Regions from separate parts of the Mus musculus genome. Here region 1 is linked to region 2. A link is a contact called in public capture Hi-C data. All regions are on one chromosome and are shown on one strand. The core of a region is the stretch at or near the end of the contact, and the rest is flanking DNA. Distances in the headings are between cores, read along the strand shown. Region 1 holds the start of Serpina3n (serine (or cysteine) peptidase inhibitor, clade A, member 3N). Region 2 holds the start of Serpina5 (serine (or cysteine) peptidase inhibitor, clade A, member 5).

Region 1 (6,228 bases), core at 387-2,886, 310 kb before region 2:
TCTCTCTTTCTCTCATGGCAACGGACCCATTAGAAGGCAGGGATTCCTCTTCCTTTGCAATAGTTCCCTTCCTCAAAGTTCCCGCCTGTCATTCCTGGTAGGCAGACCTCAGCAGCCTTGAAGCAGAAATGAGCACAGGGTCTATCTTTGCCTTTTGGTGACAAGTCTACCAAATCTCAAAACCGTGGCCTGAATCCAGAGCATGTTTCTGGGAGTGTGGATGTCAATTGAGAAGAAGCACTGGAGACACCCGGTGCAGAGCCAAAGCCTTGAAACTTCTGAGAACAGGCCATTAGTGGGGTCAGTATGGGAAGGTTCTATCTGCCCTGCCTGGGAACCACATGGTTGTTTGTACCTCAGGCTTGGAAGGCTTCCTGGTGAGAAGAAGAATGAGCGGTATCAGTCTCTGACACCTGGACCAGATCTCATGTTGGCTGTCAGGATGGCTGTGTGGTAAAAGCAAATAGGTGGACCTTTCTGTGTAGCTTGGTGAGGGGTCCAGGTTACATTATTGGTAAGTGGCTGGCTTGTTGTGGGCATTGGAAGTGGTTGTCTGGAATGTCTAGGGGTCCATCTCCTCTATATCCACCTGGAGTGGGGACCACAGGCATCCTAATGGACTATAGTTGAACGCCTGCAATCTTACCTTTAGTCTCTGGCCATTTGTACAGGTGTCCAAAGGTGAAGGTGGATGGTAAATGAACAGGGATAGAGGAAGAAGAGAAGGGGGAAAGCAGGAGTTTGGAGAAAGAAAGGAGTGAAAAGTAGAAGAAAGAGGAACATGGAGGTAGAAGGAGGGGGGTCAGGGAAAGGAGGATGGAGCCGAGGGAAGATGGAGAGGAGAGGAGAGAATTGGAAGGCCCAGAGGAGTGTTGGTGCTAGCCACTTGTGCAAATAAATGGCTGTGACGTGTCTGCAGATGAGCCAGGGACTTAAGCAACTTGGCTGATTTTATTTTCAGTCCGATGCAACCATTTCTTTGGAAAAGCACTAAACAATATTTTGCACCAAAAATATTTCCAGAGAAAAGAGGCTGCTCGGTTCATACAGCAGGAGACGTGGCTCAGTGACTGAGCCATCTTTGCTTCCCTAGTTGAGGGGGAAGCCCCTCTGCTTGCCTAGGGGATCTGGTATCTAAGAGGGAAGTGGAGTCCCAACCCCCCAGGCATCTCTTCTGTGATGTGAGCAAGGCAGAGCTGCCACCTCCCCAACAGTGACTCTGCAACAGTCCGGTCTCACCCTAGCTATGACTGCAGCATGCAAGCTAGACATGTCTCTAAACCTCCCCCCCCCCTTGGAGTCAGAGAAGCAGGCTCCATTTACTCTCCACGAGCAGAGACCACAGCATCTGTATCTTCCACAGGGAAGAGAAACTGACCGGAGAGAAGATTTTATGAACCCAAGAAAGGTTCCCTGATTGTAAGCCAGTATCTCAGCCAAAGCCCTTGCCCCACCCCCACAAACACAGGTTGCAGGCAGTAGCCAGTACCGCACAGTCCTGGGAAGGTTCCTTCTCTGTCCCTGGAGTCAAGGAATCCTGGGCTTTACCTACAGAGCTGAAACCAGCCAGCTGCCAGCCTCTGTGATAGCTGACTCCCGATGTTCAGGGTTGCCGCTTGCCTGGCATGTTGTCCCCAGTGCACATTAAAGCCTATTTATTCCCATCAAGGGCTCCTCCCTCCTCTTAGGAAATGCTGGCATGGACAAGCTGTGCTCTGTGCTCAGACTGGAAATGAACAGACTGGATGATTTCTGGTAACATGGATTTGTAGCCTCTATCAGAACTCCTTCCTGATGGGAAAAGCCCCACCTCTGTTCTACACAAGCCCACTGCTGTACTGGACAAGTCTTCTGTTTATGAAATGCTTCAGAGTCGATGTGGAAAGGGGGAGAAGTCAGAAGCAAAAGGAAAGTGCACAGCCCTCCTTGTCTCCTGGAAGGCTGCAGCTAACATTTGTTTTGGACTGTCTAAATCATTTAGGAAAGAACAGAGCAACTCTGTCTGTCCTTCCAGTTTCTCTAGGGAAACTTACATATTAATAAACACATGCTTGATGCTGACAGAAGCTGTCTACATCTATATCTGTCCTGTCAGGAATGGCCATATCCTAAATAGAGACTTGTCTTTGCCTCTTTATGCCACATTTCCCAACCTTTCTGTCGGGTAGGAATATCATGGCCAAATCACACTTTTCCTTTCACACTTCTCCTCCTCCTCCTCCTCTTTCTCCTCTTCCTCCTCCTTCTTTATAAAAAGATTTATTTTATTTATATGAGTACACTGCAGCTGTTTTCAGAAACAGCAGAAGAGGGCATCAGATCCCATTACAGATGGTTGTGAGCCACCATGTGGTTGCTGGGAATTGAACTCAGGACCCATGGAAGAGCAGTGAGTGTGTTTAACCACTGAGCCATCTCTCCAGCCCCTCTTTTACACTTTTTATGCTCATCCAGCTCCCTCTAGTATTTTCCCTCTCCTAAACTCTAAAGAGCCTCTTTGTCTACTGACACCTACTAATGCTTTAATGTATCCTCTTCCACATTCCCTCATTGACCCCAAAGCATAGGATACTGTTCCTCTTTTAGAGCGGTCACATCAGCACCCCCATTAAGATCCTACTTCAGGACCCTACCTTTACCCCTGTATCACTTTGTACAAGGCTTAAAACCTCTCATACAGCAGCTGCTTATTAAGGTGCTCTCAAGCGCACTCTTTTAGCCTGTATCACCCTTGCCTTGCCCATCCCAAAGTCTTTTACTGGCAATGCTCAGGACCTCAGCATCATCAGAACAGCATCCTTCCTATCCCATGCTCAGGACCTCAGCATCATCAGCACAGCATCCTTCCTATTCCATGCTCAGGACCTCAGCATCATCAGCACAGCATCTTTCCTATTCCATGCTCAGGACCTCAGCATCATCAGCACAGCATCCTTCCTATCCCATGCTCAGGACCTCAGCATCATCAGCACAGCATCCTTCCTATCCCATGCTCAGGACCTCAGCATCACTGGCACAACATCCTTCCTATCCCATGCTCAGGACCTCAGCATCATCAGCACAGCATCATTCCTATCCCATGCTCAGGACCTCAGCATCACTGGCACAACATCCTTCCTATCCCATGCTCAGGACCTCAGCATCATCAGCACAGCATCATTCCTATCCCATGCTCAGGACCTCAGCATCACTGGCACAACATCCTTCCTATCCCATGCTCAGGACCTCAGCATCACTGGCACAGCATCTTTCCTATCCCATGCTCAGGACCTCAGCATCATCAGCATAGCATTCTTCCTATCCCTTGCAGTGGTGCCTAACCCTCATAGTAGACTTTCTCACTCTCTTCCTCTACTTCTTTCTTTACTGTATACTAAGGATACTTTATCATTCCTTCACACCCAGGTAACAACACTTCATCTTACTTGGACTATCTGCCCTAGGGGATCTGATTTAGTCCCCATTACTTCAACCAGGCTCTGGCCACTGACTTCCTTTCTCTCAACCCGCCCCCGCCCCCCCCCCCCACACCCCAGCAGGTTAAACCTGTATGTAGATGACCTTATACCATGCTGTCCCTCACTCTGCTGCTTTGAAGCAGCATTCAAGAACCCCTCTTGGGCTGGAAGTGAAGGCTCAGTGGCTAAGAATGCTGGCTCCTCTTCCAGAGGTCCAGAGTTCAATTCTCAGCAACCACATGGTGGCTATTAACCATCTGTATTGGGATTCAATGCCCAGTTCTGGTTTGTTTGAAAATAGTGATAATGTACTCATATACATAAAATAAATGAATCTTTAAAAGAAAGATGTATTTCTAAAAAAAAAAAAAAAAGAACCCCTCTTCTCAGGTAGGAGAGGACTGAGAGCCAACTAGTTTGAGACTAAATGAGGAATAAGATACCTTGTATATTGTTGTATATTCTTTGTAGGTTAAAGTTTCTGTATTTAGGTAAGAGAGTTAGGGATGGATTTCTGTTTGTCCTGTGCAGGTTGAGGTTTTTGTTTGTAGTTGTAGAATAAAATCATTTTTGTCCCGTGCTAAGTCCTTGTAATTTAAAATGAGAGCAAAACAGGAAAAGTCAACCTTGCAGGTTACTGGTTCTGTTTGCAGTTGAGACAGTTAAGAACAAAGTCCTGTTTTTCTGTCCCGTGTTTGTTTGACCCACCTGCCCTGGATGTGCTCGATCACACGTGGGCAAGAGGTACTTGGGCGGGAAACATGTCAGGGCATATGCTTGCCCTCATTGGAGGTAGGTAGGAGGTGCATAGGCAGGGAGGATGTCAGGATGTGCACTTGCCCCTAATTCATTCTGATGGGAAATGCAGTGAATTTTGGGCTTTGCCATTTTAAGCTGCTGCAAAAATGTGTGACTCATAGCCATTTTCTGGGAACCTAGATATGGACCTGGCCAAAGCCCACCCACATGTCCACTATGTAATCTTTATGCCATCACTAATTCTTTCAATTGGCTTATAATTTGTAGTAATGGTTTTATTGTCTGATAGTGGGATGAACAGTTTTTGTTTGCACTTACAACAGTTGAAAAGAAGTTCCTGTTTATCTTGTGTTAATTCCTTGGATGTTAAGGTTTTTATTTGTAATTAAGATTAAGTTCCTGTTTCTTAAACCTTATATAAACTGCAAAACATGTTTTTCAACTACATTAAAATTGTGACCCCATCCACATGCTGTGTATCTTTCCCCCCTTTCCCTTCCCCTTTGTTGTATCTTCCCAACAGTGTATAACAGCAACCCCACTTGCCCCTGTAAACAGTTTATATCTCCTAGGAATGGGAGTTCAAGAGAAGGGATTGTTTTTTCAAATCCTGACTTAGGTGTACCCCCAAATACAGGTTGCTTCAATTGGATAATTGTGGGTTTGCTTTTTTTTCTTGCAATTCTCAGGTTTAACACTATCTTCAACAAAAGTCTGGAGTGTTAGGCAGAGACTCCAAAACAGCGATGCTGGAGACAAGGCCCTAAGAGAAGGCCTTTGGCTGGGTAAACAGAAGCCTAAAGGCAGCTTTCTGTTTCCTGGGAAAGCAGATCCCCTAAGGTGAGTTTTTCTTTACCAGGAATCACTCTGTTTTATTCAGTATTCTCTTGCTGTGAAGAGACACCAAGAGCAAGGCAACTGTTAGAAAAGAGAACATTAAATTGGGGGCTGCTCACCCTTTCAGAGGCTCAGTCCCTTATTGTCATGTCCAAGGGAACAAGGCATGGATGCGAGCTCTATCCTGTTAGGCAGGCTGGGGTAGGCATGAGATTTGAACCCTCAGATTTTCAAGGGTTTATCTAACCTCAGAATGTAGTCTCTTCACCTTCAGCATGAGATGTACTCAACCCCTGACTCCTGCCTTCTAAAATATTGTCTTTTCCCCTTTTGACTGAGGAAATTATCCTTCACTGTCTACTGTAGGCATACATTCTTTTCAACCTACTTTTAATAAGGATTCAACCTCTCCTTTAGCCCACCACCCGGCAGAGGTAGTTGAAAAGTTATCAGGATGTGGGGGGAAGTGAACCTGTTCAGCAGTAGTTCTTTGGGGGATCAAGCTCGATCTTTTTGGCAGCAGACACCAGATATGACCCAGCAGCTGCAGACCAGCTCTCTACCTCTAGGCAGGCAGACACCACACACAAACCAGCAGCTACAGTCCAGTCCTTTCGGCAGGCAGACACCAGACATGAACCAGCAGCTGTAGTTCAATCCTGAAGAAGTTGAGCTCAACAGTGCTATGTAAGGTGAACCTATACGTGTGTGTCTTTAGTGAAGAATAGCAAGGTGGAGCAAACTAAACCAATGCTCAGTGCTCGCCTCCCACTGTCTGCAGTATCATATTTATACTCCTTCATCATGGGTTCTTTCATATGTTTGCTATATCCAAACATCCTTTCACCCGTGTTTGTTCCAGCAAAACATCCTTTCACCTGTGTGCCCCAGCAAAACAACTCTTGACATAACTGACTTTCCAAACAAGCCAGAAGTTTCCATTCCAGTCTACTAAACCAGAAATGACTTTCTCTAAAGGGGACACTAGGAAAGACAACACTGTTATCCCTCAGGGCCCACCCATGTCTGTTCTAGACCTGTCTCTAACCAGCCTTAAGGCTAAGTAGGCTTCTAGAAGGGAGGTGGAAGTGTAGACTATGGGGAGGTGCACTTCTGCTGTGGGGTATCTACCAGAGAAGACTACTTGGACACAGGGTTAAGACAGTAGAAAGTC
Region 2 (6,587 bases), core at 3,383-5,882:
GTTGGTGCTGATAGGTGGGGGACCAGGTTTATGACTGTGCTTCCTGGTGACCTTTATATATGCGGACCAGTCTTTTACAGAACTTTGTAGAGCTAGACTGAGCAGGAGAGGCCTGGAGTCTGGACACAACTATGTCACATATAAGATGGTAGGACCTTGGAGAAATCTAGTGACCTCTTTAGGGTCAGTGTCAATGATGAAGGATGAGAGCAAGAACACATCTTGAAACTGTGATCAAGGAAGCAGCCATAGGGATATTGATCTTATCACTTACAACACCTTACTAGTCAATCTACTCTATGAAAATCACTAGCAACCAAGAGATGGATGGGCTGAAGAACATGCCTGGCTCCCTCTGTGTAAGCCCATGAGTTTCAGAAGGAGTCCCTCCTCAGGGCCGGGTCACCTTGCCAACGAAAAGTATATGTGAATCCTCCATAAGGGTCAGCAGAAAGGGTCTGGTGAATTCTATCTTCAGGGAGCTCGGCCGAGCAGATCTGAATGTGAAGATGGCTCCTGTGATGGCAGCTGCTGTGGTTCCTGACTCTTCAACCTCCATCATGGATTTGTGCACCATCTGCAGGCAGACAGAAGGGCTGGGTTATGGTGATGCACCATGATAACAGCATTACTTATATTCTAAAAGGATGGAGCTTTGTTCAACCTCACAGCCAGAACTAAACCCTACACCCAGAGGTCACTTAGGACTGCTGTCCTACTGTGTACTCAACCTGCTTGTTCCATCTGCTTTTAAGAGAACAATGGAATAATTAATCTTACTTGCCTTGAGCTTCCCATGCAACCTTAAATGATGTACTCTTCCATGTCCCTGATCTAGAATGCATGTGTTCCATTTGCTGATAACAGAAAATATAGATGTTGAAAGTAATCTTTTAAAATGCGATCCACATGTGGTTATCAGCTGACAAACAATGATATTTGTAGTATTGTTCAATGTCTGAGTCATTTTGAAATTAGTTACTTAATCCCTTGTAAAACTGTTAAAAATTTCTGTGAGCCTGGCCTGGTGGTGCATGCCTTTAATCCCAGCACTCAGGAGGCAGAGGCAAGCGTATTTCTGAGTTCGAGGCCAGCCTTGTCTACAAAGTGAGTTTCAGGGCAGCCAGGGCTATACAGAGAAACCCTGTCTCATAGAAAAAAAAAGATTTCTGTGAAGTATCCCATTTCATGTTCATATTTGTGTGTGTGTGTGTGTGTGTGTTTGTGTGTGTTGAATAAATACATAGATCTTTGTCAAAGATCTTTGTCAGGGACACACACACACATATACACACACAGATTCACAAGACAGCATTCAGACAGGCACTGAATCCTTCAAGTTTGGGTGACAAATATAGGTTCGTATTGTAAGAAGAACAAGCCACAAAGAAACTTCTTTGAATATCTGAAGGAAAAGAATCTTAATGGGACAGAGTGGAATGACCTAGGGTGAAACAGAATGGAATGCGATGAGATGGGATGGAACAGGATCAAAGGTGATGGGCAGAGCTAGAACAAGATGGATAATTAGAACAGGATGGAGTGAGGTGGGATTGTAAGGAATGAAGACTATGAGATGCCTGCAGTAAAAAAAATAATGGGATACTCTCTGAAATGGGATGGGGTAGGATGCAATGGGATGGAAGGGGGAGGAGGAATCGGGTGGGAGTGGGTGGGAGTGGGATGTGGTAGGGTGGGTGGGATGGGGTGGGGTGGAATCGTATGAGATGGAATGGGAGAGATGGGGTAGGAGTGGGATTGGGTTGGGTGGGTGTAGAGTGAGGTGGGATAGGATAGAGTGAGATGGGGTAGGATGGGGTGGGATGGGAATTTCTGAAATCAGGTGCTCAGGAGCTTCTAGACTCACCTCAGACAACTTGATATTGGTATGGTCAGTAATGCCAGACAAGTCAGCATGGGTGGTGAAGACGTCCTGGATGCCCAGCTTGGGGAGGACATTTTCCAGTTTGTAGGTAGCCTCAATGGAGAACTTGGGGAGGTAAAGATCTAAGCGTCTGGAGAGAGTACAGAAGGTCATTCTTAGACACCATGAGCTTGCTGCTGCCACTCTCTGCTGCAGCGTCACTGACTTTCTGGAACCTTCCTCTTTGGAGTCTCCCTTGCTTTGTACTTTACTTGAGCTTCCCTCTCTGGTGTCACCCTAGAACCTCAGCTATCCCTCAAGCTGGGTCATGTCCTGGACTGAAGACTTGATGGGTAACATTTAAGTTTGGAGCTAGCTCACTGCCTGAGGAGTCCTTTCCAGTAGTACTGTGAGGTCTTCCTGACATGGGTAGAAGGATGTGGCCCCCAGATGGCCTAGAGAGTACCTTTTGGTGAACATCTTAAGCCAGTTCCTCAATGTTCTCTCATCCAGGCCATCCTCCACCTGCTTCATCTTGCCCTCGCTGGGGAGAATAAATAGAGCGATGGCATTGCCTTGATAAGGGATCCCCACCACCGTGCAGGAGATGTTTTGGTCCAGGTAGTAGGAATACCCATCTTCACGGTTCATCATGGGCACCTGTGTGGTCCTTTTGGGGGTCACATGGAAATCCATCTTGTGGGTGTTTGTCTCACTGAAGGCCGTCTGCCACTTGGCTAAAGATGAAGGAGAAGGAATTAAAGAGAACTGAGTAAAAATGGGAGACCCTTGGCTGTGGCTGTAGAAAGGAGACAATCCAAAGAGTGTCTCTACAGAGCAACCTCAACAACAGCAGCACCCACACCCCTTGGCCCCAGAGGCCAAATCCCCTCAAAGTTCTGGGTAGCCTGAACCTTTTATGGGCCTGTCCTCCTTTCCTCCTGGTTTGAATGAGAATGGCCCCCACAGGCTCATATGTTTGGATGCTTGGTCCCTGGTTGGTTGAGTTGTTGTGGGAAGGATTAGGAGGTGAGGCACTTATTGGTACGACATTGAGAAGGCTTGGAGGTTTCAAACACTCTCACCAGTTTCCTGCCTCTCTGCTGAGTGTTTGTGGATCAGATGTAAGCTCTCAGTTATTGCTCCAGCAGCACACCTGTCTGCCTGCTACCGTGCTTCCTACTGAGATGGTCATAGACTCTGAAACTATAAGCCAATCCTAATAACGTGATTATTTTTTCTTCAATAATATGTCCTGGCCATGGTGTCTTGGCAGGGCAACAGACATTTGCTTTCAGTAGCCTCTGACCCCTCCTGTTTCCTGCCTTCTTAGCCCTGATCAGATCCATATCCTGTTTCTAGTGGGTTTGACAGTCAGGGTTGTTTTGTCATGATGTCTATGACAAAGACCAGCTCCTGACTGTGGAATCACTGACAGGCTGATAAGCAGGTTCTGTCTCCCATGAGGCAGCTTTCCTTCTACCCAGCTGGCACTTGGGTGGCTTGTTCTTTTATCAGGGAGGGAATGCTATCTTTTAATAAAAACAGAAAAGAGGAAAAAGTTCAAGTTGGAGCCCAAGGCTTACCTTTGAAGAAGATGTAATTTACCACTATCATGACATGGGTGCTGTCAAGATCCTTGATAAAGTCTACAATCTTGCCCTTGGTCTGCTTGGCTACATAGTTGTTGATCTGCTTCTTGGCGATTTCAGGGTTCCCAAAGTTGGTAGAGAAAGTGTCTGACATGTACAGTGTCTTCATGGCACTCAGGAAGTCGTCCCGGATATGTACTGCTGGGTCTTTAAAAAGGGCACTGCCCAGGCTCAGCTGCAGGCCATCACTAGGCTGCCTGAATCTCTGTAGCAGCTGTTGGAAGCCCTTGTGGAGCTTGTCTTCTTGGCCTTGCTGGAGGCTGAGGCCTAGGCCATCTAGGATCTGGGTCTTCGTCTTCAAGCCAGCCCCCAGGGAGAGCATGCCCAAACTCATAGACACGCTCAAGGGGGAGAAGAAGACATTCTGACCAGGGGATTCAGAAACCAAGGCCCTGTAGAGTCTGAAAGCAAAGTCTTTGCTACTGGGAGGTCCCACAGCACCCACCGAGGACTCTTTAGCCTTCTTCTTCTTGGAATGGGAGTGTCGGCGGGAAGCCACCCCATGGCTGATGAACAGCACCAGGCACAGAATGGGGAAGAACCTCATTGTGGTGACAGCTCTGGAGGGGAGAAGAGAAAAATGTTCTTGGAGAGGGAACAGTTGTGAGTCAAAGTGAGAGACACAATGAGTAGGCTGACATCTGCAAAGATGTCCCCATGTCCCCTCCAAGAGGGTAAGAAGGAAACTAGACCATGAGGCTGTAAAGAGAAGCAGTGGTACTCAGTGCTCTGGGACGATCAGATGAAGCAGGCAACTAACTGCTCAAGGTAGACTTACAGACCGGTATGCAATGGAGTTAAAACAAAATCAAAATCAAAAACAAAAAACAAAACATTTTTTCCTCATAATATTTTAAGTAAGTTTAGGATTTTGCATTATGCCTCATTCGCAGGGTTCCTTGGCTTCAGCTATGTTACACCCACACACATCCATAATGCCACAGGTCCTACCCCAGCAGGTGTACTCACTCTGTATCGTGGTGGCTGAGTGTCAAGGTATAGTCCACCTGGCTTACAAGAGGACAGAGAGCAGAGCAGAGGAATTGCAGCCGGCAAATGTCACTGACCGCAGAGACTCTGTCTCCACCCCACTCCAGCTCTGCTTCATTGGGAGCTGGGTTGATCTAAGATTTTCGTAGGGTCCCCGATAAAAGGACAGAATAAATGTACTTCTGTTTCTTTGTCTAAGAATGTGCTTGGCAATGCCAGCCAGAGCCCGAGGCTGGAGCCTTGAACTTGTTAAGGTTTCTATTCCTGGGACTTAGCTTTTTCCCCTGAAGAGACTGGTGTCATCAATTCCAAGGCTGCCGTGTGCTCAGTCTGGAATGTTCTTGAGATATCATGTTTTCCTTGCGCAACATTGTTTGATTAGCTTCCCTCTGGCTTTGTCCCATTGTGTGGCAGTTTCTGCTGACTCTGTCTCATCTCTTACCTGGACTTGGTATATAAGATACTGTACTTTTAAAAGAAGCTTGCTTGGTATAAGATCCAGCATGTGAAAGCTGGACTTCCTGATCCCTAACTGTATCTTCTCTAGCTTATGGCCTCCTGATCCCACCTCCCCCCTCGGCATTGTTACAAAAAAAAAATGACTGTATGGTCCAAGTCAAGTAGTGACTAAACAGGGACGCCTGAATATGAGAAAAAGAGTAAATATGGCCATAACACATAGAGAAATTTAAAAATTAAAAAGTATCCCCAGAGAGACCACCTGAAGAAAGGGGTAGAAACTTCAAGAGTGAAACAAAAGATAGTAAAGTTGTCTTCTTAACATAATATTGCTATTGGTTATTTGGGAATTTGACAATGTATCCCATTACCCTTACTTCCCAGCCCCCCAGGCCCGCTCCCCACCTCTTGTGCACCACTGCCCCCAAAGATAGAAAAAACAAGTCCAGTTTGTGTTGTCCATATACTCGCCAGAACATGGTCAAACTCCTGCTGGCCAGCTCCTTAAAGATGAGTGAGTCTGTCCACCTCCACAACCACCAGGAACCAGCTATCATGGAGAGCTAAACTTCAGCATCCTTACCCTAACAAACAGCCTGCTTGGTTTTGCTAGATTTCTCCCCAGTACAGGATAGGTATAGGGGTTGTGGGGTGAGGGCCTATGTGGTGTGTGTGTGTGTGTGTGTGTGTGTGTGTGTGTGTGTGTGTGTGCATGTTGAGGACACAGTCAAAACTCACAACAGTGGCTGCACAGATTTCAGAACCCAGGTTCAGACTACAAAGAGCCCAGTCTCCTAGGCACAACAGTCCATCATTGACCCGCCTTTGCCTGAGAGATAACTGCTCTGAAAACTCTTTCCCAACCAGTTTTACATTAAAAAACAAAAAGGAGGTTTATCTACATGACTATTAAAAGGTCTCATGATATTAAAAAAAATAGAAAACGTTATAAAAATAAAGTTATTTTACATGTTATTTAAAAAGTAAAAATAGCATAAAAAATAGCATAAGTTATGGTACTAAAATATAAAAGCTATGAGGTAAAAAATATTTTGATGAAAATTTATACATACAGAAATAAATTATTTTAATAAATAATAATTTACATAAAGATTGAGGTGGATATATTGAGATATGAGCTATATAAAATTAAAAGGGTTATAAGTTACAAAGTTCTGAGTACATTATTTAAAGTATAAAAGGGATAAGATTTAAAGATAATATACATAAAACTAAATTTTCTAAGGCTTGAGATTAGCAATTTAAAATAAAGGTTGTCAAATTAAGATTTATTTAAAATTATCTGGCTGCCAAAATATTACATAATAGCTAAAAAAAAAATCAGATCAGTGACCTTCTGGGTGCCTCTCATGGGAGGCCCTGTGCCGAAGACCCTCTGGGTCCCTGTGTCTGCGTGGAACGGGTCTCTAGTCGCAAGTGGGCAAAGCTTTGGATGAATTGACAGACAGATGCACACAGGAGAGGTTGTGTAGAATCTGAATGCATTGTCAGGTCGAGCATCAGACTTTTTATAGTACAGAGAATACAAGGGGTTGGAAGTCACATCAGGCAAGGTACATTGAAGTTTACCAGATAAAACACAAAGGAATGACTTCAAAAGG

What was found. Capture Hi-C pulls out chosen DNA fragments and counts their contacts.
Region 1: a capture Hi-C map of macrophages shows a contact between it and region 2, with 4 times the contacts expected there. The contact joins the promoter of Serpina3n here to the promoter of Serpina5 in region 2. A contact is called at or near these places in 11 of 39 promoter capture datasets (3T3-L1-derived adipocytes, the C10 cell line, the HPC-7 cell line and 7 more), 3 of 15 datasets of contacts at CTCF or cohesin (the NIH/3T3 cell line, embryonic stem cells and large pre-B cells), 1 of 484 Hi-C or Micro-C datasets (liver), 4 of 115 datasets of contacts at active chromatin or transcription factors (cardiomyocytes, embryonic stem cells, forebrain and 1 more) and 3 of 9 other capture datasets (adipose tissue, liver and macrophages).

The regions. Positions count from the first base shown.
Region 1 is chr12:104,402,116-104,408,343 of GRCm38.p6, reverse strand. It overlaps Serpina3n (serine (or cysteine) peptidase inhibitor, clade A, member 3N), which reads right to left and starts at 1,636. Exons shown (of 5, transcript NM_009252.2): 1 at 1,549-1,636. Gm40561 (a long non-coding RNA gene) reads left to right here and starts at 4,176. Exons shown (of 3, transcript XR_872953.1): 1 at 4,176-4,250; 2 at 4,907-5,057.
Region 2 is chr12:104,099,158-104,105,744 of GRCm38.p6, reverse strand. It overlaps Serpina5 (serine (or cysteine) peptidase inhibitor, clade A, member 5), which reads right to left and starts at 4,632. Exons shown (of 5, transcript NM_172953.3): 1 at 4,486-4,632; 2 at 3,451-4,076; 3 at 2,331-2,601; 4 at 1,868-2,015; 5 at 1-577. The coding sequence starts at 4,063. The coding sequence ends at 392.